2 separate regions of the Anas platyrhynchos genome follow, and region 2 is linked to region 1. The links are chromatin contacts, called in public Hi-C maps. All regions are on one chromosome and are shown on one strand. The core of a region is the stretch at or near the end of the contact, and the rest is flanking DNA. Distances in the headings are between cores, read along the strand shown. Region 1 overlaps PRKCE (protein kinase C epsilon). Region 2 holds the start of PRKCE (protein kinase C epsilon).

Region 1 (2,910 bases), core at 211-2,710:
CAGGGGAGTTCCCACTGAGGGTAGCCTTGGGTTTTCCACTAGCAAAAAGAGCACAATATTTACTTCTTCCATTGTGTGTCAATGCTGCACAAGTGCAAACTGCGATTACCAGTAATTCCTGTGCACAGCAGTGCAGAGAGCCCTGCCAGGTGCTGCAGGTGTGGCCCCACCACTGAGTCTGGAGCCTGGTTTCCTTGCCGGGGGAGCGAGGAAGGCTGGTTTAGTAGCTCTTCTGGGAGTCTTCATGAAAACTGCGCCAATAAACTCTCTTGAAACACTGGTATTTAAGGAATACTGGTACAGATTATAAAGAGTTTTGACAGCCAGACCTCTGAGTATGAGCACAATATGGCTCTTAACTGAAGTGGGCCACAGACCAGATTGAGAAACACTGGCAGAGGAGGTTGGTTTTCTGTGGGCATGAGCTATGGGAAAGAGAGGAGGAGCAATCTTGTAATGGATATTTGGTTCATGGAAGAAATAATTCATCTCACTGTAGTAGTCCCAACCCGCCTAATGTCTCTGAAAGATTTCTGAATGAGCTTTCAATGAACCGAGATGGTCTGGTAATGGTAGCACAGAGCTCTGTGCACATCAATCAGGCTTGCAGAGAGACAAGATGTAAAAGATCCAATAATATGTCACTGAGAAGATTTTTTTTTTTAAATGAATTCCGATTCATGTCTTTCACTGGTTAGGAAAAAAAAAAAAAGAGGAGTCTGTGCAGACATTTAGACTGTGTTACTTCACACAACCATTGCATTAGATCAGCGGCCTGTGGATGAATAATTAAAACGTATAATGTAGGCTGCTTTGTATGTGCGTTTGCTGAATGCGGTTGACCTCCATTCTTTGTCATGATACAAAGCGAGGTCATAAGCTGTATGTAGTGTATTGACAGTGAGTTGAAAGCTGTTTCAAGGTATTATATGAGCATTTACAAATACAAGTGCCTTGTCCAAATCACAGACAAGACAAGGAACAGCCGCAAGTGCTGTTACTATTGCTGGAAGCTAGGCAAATTCATGCTGGAAAATTTGTGACTTTTCCAGTATTTCTGTTCTCAGTCTGGACATAAAAAAAAAATAAATAAATGCCAGAGCACTTAGGCACAAAAACAGTTGGGGTCACCCATCCTTGTTAGTGTGTCTGTGGCTTTCTCTCTTATAGGTTCCCTTTCCCTTGAGCCATAAAAGACAGGTGCTGTAATGGCTAGCATTTTGATTACTCAGGAGATGCCCTTGTCCCTAAAAAAAAAAAAATTAAATAAATAAATAAATAAAAAATCCTATCAAAATAATAGTCACTGTTAAGTCGCTGTTAGGTTAAGGGAGCAAGGGAGCACAGGCACAAGACCTGCTCTGGATGTGCAGTGTCCCTTCTGCATCTCAGAGGTGACAATTTTTGGTTCCTGATGATTCTGCCACTGTGCTTGTGAGTGAGGCTGATGGAGCAGCCTGGTTCCAGCCCTTCTGCTCCCTCTGGAGTCTTACTTTGTACTCAGCATTGATGCCCTGGCATAGGCTATGTAATATGTCAAAAAGGGTGAAAATTGCTAAATGAAATGTTTCTTCATTTTAAAACAAAGAAAATTACTGTCCTTCAGTAGCAGTCTGTGATAGCAAATGTGGCAAGTAAACAATGATAATGTTAGATGAGATGTTTGGTGAGGTTTATGCAGAATGTTGTAATAAACTTTTCCATTATTGGTTTCCCCTAACAATTTACAGTCTAATAGCACTCAGAGTACAGTAAACAGAGCAGTTTGGTTTTGCATCGTAAATGTTGCCTGGAATATACTGGAGATACAACATTGTTTTGAACAAGAGAAGGGGAAGAACAGTAAAGTCGAGCAGCCTAACTTATCCAAGTGACTTTACCTTGTGTTCCCTACCAGCTGCCTTCCTACTTTTGGAGGTGCCCCAGCAATAGGAGCCCCGTAGCCGATGGATTTAAATAGTATTTAGGTCCTCAGAATGTGGGCCACACTTGGGACACTTTTCCTTGTACCAGAAGTGGTGTGAAAAAAGAGAAGCAAAGCTGAGAGTGAAGGAAGGGACAGAAAGAACAGTGGCTCAGAAGAGGGGAATTCGGACACAAATGCTAGCCGAGGCAGAAGCCCCTTGTGCAGAACAAGCTGATGGAGCACAGTGGTTTTATCTAAGCTTTCAGTGCTGGCAGTCTCTCATCTCTTTTTGGCCGGTGTCTTGGGATAGACGTGTGGAATGTGATGCGGCAGGGGCAGTGGGAAATTTAAAAGGGGATAGAAGATGGAAAACAGAAGGAGCTGGCCCAAACGACCAAGCTGTGCTAATTCCCTAGTACAGGATACAGAAGTTGTTTCTGACATTTGCATGAGGAAGCTTGAGGTCCTGAATGGCAGTTAACAGTGCAGTCTACTCTATGGGTATAAATCTTTCTCCAACCTGCAGAATTTTTTGAGCTTTTTTTAAGCAGGCGTTTATTGTTCACACTGCGAGGCAACCCCAGCTCTCCTTTTGTCTTGAGCTGTTTGACTCTGCTGAAATAAAAAAAGGATTTCTGGGAACTGCTGTTCTGCATAATTTTTTTCCGAATTTGTGCCAAGGTTTGGATCTATCCCTAAGATTCAGAATGCAGTGAGGAAATAAGTTGGAGTGAAGTTATTTTCTATGACAGTCAGTCCTTTGTTAAAATGATCTGAAGTTTGCAGGACAGATTCTCTTAATTTTGTCACTGAGTTTGAGAAATTATCTGCAGCACGAAGACCACAGCTGCAGCTTTTGGGAATGCTGAACTAATGCTTTTAGGAGCATCATCACAAGCAGATTGGGACAGTTCTCCCATACTGCTGTGAAACAGCAGCTTAACAGCCAAGTTGCTGATGCCAGGATGGGGCTGCTCCATAAGGCTGACTATTCTGTTCTGTTT
Region 2 (2,910 bases), core at 153-2,652, 150 kb before region 1:
GCTCCAAATATAACGCCTGCCTCCTGAGCCATTACTTGCAGAAATCCGTAATTACTTCACCTTTGCTTTCCGCTCAGGAATGCCAGGTCCAGAGCCAGGACTCGGTGCTAACCCTTTGTGTCCTCACCTGAGCGCATCCTGGCAGCAGGCTGCTGCTTCTCACCTCGCCTGAACTGCCGATGCACCCCTTGCATAGCAGAGCTGGCCCTGGATTTTCATTCTGATATGAAAGTGAATTCAAAGACCGTGCGAGGGCTACGTCCATCCTGATGACTTTCTCACAAAAAAAGCTGGCAAGATCAGTAACTAAAAATAAACAAGGCAGCGATATTTTTTTCACTAGAGGAAACCAAGTGGAGCCCACGTCTATGCACGTTTGTGCAGGGGAGGGGAGAGCTGTAGTTTCCTGGTTATTCCCTGCAGTTGTCAGCACCATGGCGATGAACATGACTGAAATCTTACGCGATAAGCTCGATAACGAGGCACATACACCCTTTTACAAGACCCCCCCCGGGCTCCTTTCAGCATCTCCCACACCCAGCAGCGACGATTCCTGCGGGGGAAGCGCCGGGGCGGGGGGAAGGCAGGTGACCCGCAGCCCCGCCGGGCCGGGCCGGGCCGGGCCGGGCCGGGCCGCCACCTTCTGACGGCGCCTCCCGGCCTTGTCCCGGGCGGTGCGAGGCCGCTTCCCCGGCGGGGGAGCCGCTGCCTGCCGCCGGGCCCCGCTGAGGAAGCGGGGCCGTGAGGGGCCGGAGCAGCGGGGGTCGGGGCCGGGGCGCGGCGGGGAGGCCGCCGGAGGGCGGCGCTGTGAGGGAGAGGGGAGGCAGGGCCCGGCCGGGGGCGGGCGGAAAACCCGCGGGGAGCAGCGAGGCGGGGAGGAAGGAGGAGGAGGAGGAGGAGGAGGAGAGGGGCGGTCGGGTGCTTGAATAAAACCTGAGGGGCTGGGGAGGAAGGCGGTTGGGGATGGTTTGTGTGTGTGTGTTGTTTTGTTTTTTTTTCTTCCTACGCCACTTTTATCCCGTGAGGGGGACGAGGGAAGGAAATACAACGACAGCGGCGACCGTAACAAAGCTGTAAACGATAATAAATGATAATAAATAAAAAAAAAAAAGTGCGCGGAGGCCAGCCCGGAGGAAGACGAGAGACGAGGGCTGAGGAAAGGCGGGCGCAGCCGGGGGCCCCCCGCGGGCTGCGCTGCTCCCCCCCCCCCCACCCGACGCCAGCCAGCCAAACTTTGGGCGCCCAGCCGCTGGCACACTCACACTCACACACACACTCACTTACACACACACACACACACGCACACACATACACACACACACACACACACACACACTCCGCTCGCACACTGACGTCTTTTGCGCATTTCCTGCACGGGAGCGAGCGGCGGAGCGGCGGCGGGAGGCGGGGAGGGAAGGACGGAGGGAGGGAGGGAGGGAAGGAGGCGGCGGCTCTGCCCATCGCCAGGGCGGCGGCCGCCCAGCCGGAGCCCGCCGAGCCCCGCTCCGCTCCTCTCCGCGCCCCATGCGCGGGGGTGGCCGCGCTGGGTCCCCGGCCTTGGCGGAGGACGAGGAGGAGGAGGAGGCGCGGGGGCTGCTGCTGCCGCCGCCGCTGCTGCTGCTGCGGGCTGCGGCGCGGATGGAAGGTCCCCGGGTGGATGGCTGCTGCTGCTGCTGCTGCTGCTGCTGCTGCTGAGCGGAGGCTGAGCCGTAGGCAGGGCTGGGGGGGCGGCCGGTGACTCGTGCGGGTGTCTCTGTGCGTGTGAGTGTGTGTGTGTGTGTGTCTGTGTGTGTGTGCGGAGCGCTGCGGGGCTGCCCCGGGGCAGGGCTGGCGTGTGCGGGAGCCTCGGGTCGCGGCGCTGCCTCCCTCGCACGGCCCGAGCCGGGATTATGGTCTAGGAGGAGGGAGGAGGCTTTCGCTCGCCCCCCGGCTCTGCCCTGCCCGGCTTTTCGGGGGGTTTGTGCAGCCGCCGGCGCCTCCCCCTCCCCTGCGGCCCCCCTCCCTTGTTTTCCGTTAGAAACACGGGCGAGAAAATAAATGCATTCACTGGGTGTCGCAAGAGCAAAGGCTAAATAACCAGAGGTAGCGGCACGGCGAGGGTCGGAGCCGCGCTGCGTCCCGCTCCCCCCCTCAGACCTGCCCCCCTATTTATTGGCGAGACCTCCTTCCCTGCCTCCCTCCTTCTCTCCCTCCCTCCTTCCCTCCTTCCCTCCCTCCCTCCTTCCCTCCCTCTCTGTGCGAGCGCGTTGTGCGAGTGCTTGATCCCAGGAAAAGTGCAGCCGTCCAGCCATGGTGGTTTTCAATGGCTTGCTGAAAATCAAGATCTGCGAGGCGGTGAATCTGAAACCCACGGCGTGGTCGCTGAGGCATGCGGTGGGTCCCAGGCCACAGACCTTTCTGCTGGACCCTTACATAGCCCTCAATGTGGACGACTCCAGGATCGGGCAGACCTCCACCAAGCAGAAGACCAACAGTCCCGCTTGGAACGACGAATTTGTCACCGACGTTTGCAACGGCAGGAAGATAGAGATGGCTGTTTTCCACGATGCCCCCATCGGGTACGACGATTTTGTAGCTAACTGCACTATCCAGTTTGAGGACTTGCTGCAGAACGGGAGCCGCCACTTTGAGGACTGGGTGAGTGTTCGCGCCGCAGGTACGGACGTGTGCACATGATGTGCAGTGGCACCGCTCTGGGTGCAACATCTGTATTGCAGAGCTGGGTTGCCAAGGGCATGTAATAGCTCTGGAGGCTTTTCATTATTTCCATGCTTTGTTATACTGAGATAGTCATGGTTACTGTGTGTCTGATGCATGTGGTCCACAGACACGGGAAGAAAGAAAAATAGGGTGCATCTAAGTAAGAGATGTGTAATTACCACTTCAGGTTCTGAAATTATGTTACATAAA

What was found. A called contact is a pair of places that touch in the nucleus more often than the background predicts.
Region 2: a Hi-C map of liver shows a contact between it and region 1, with 4 times the contacts expected there. The contact joins the promoter of PRKCE here to the enhancer-like site in region 1. A contact is called at or near these places in 3 of 8 Hi-C or Micro-C datasets (liver, skeletal muscle and subcutaneous adipose tissue).

The regions. Positions count from the first base shown.
Region 1 is chr3:39,562,936-39,565,845 of IASCAAS_PekinDuck_T2T, reverse strand. All of the region lies in intron 2 of PRKCE (protein kinase C epsilon), which reads left to right. Among named protein-coding and RNA genes, the nearest start is that of EPAS1, 150 kb to the right of the region's middle. Within about 2 kb of position 1,460, at least 1 of the 8 cell types and tissues checked has an H3K27ac peak or open chromatin away from gene starts, as enhancers often do.
Region 2 is chr3:39,717,682-39,720,591 of IASCAAS_PekinDuck_T2T, reverse strand. It overlaps PRKCE (protein kinase C epsilon), which reads left to right and starts at 1,402. Exons shown (of 15, transcript XM_005009801.6): 1 at 1,402-2,637. The coding sequence starts at 2,290.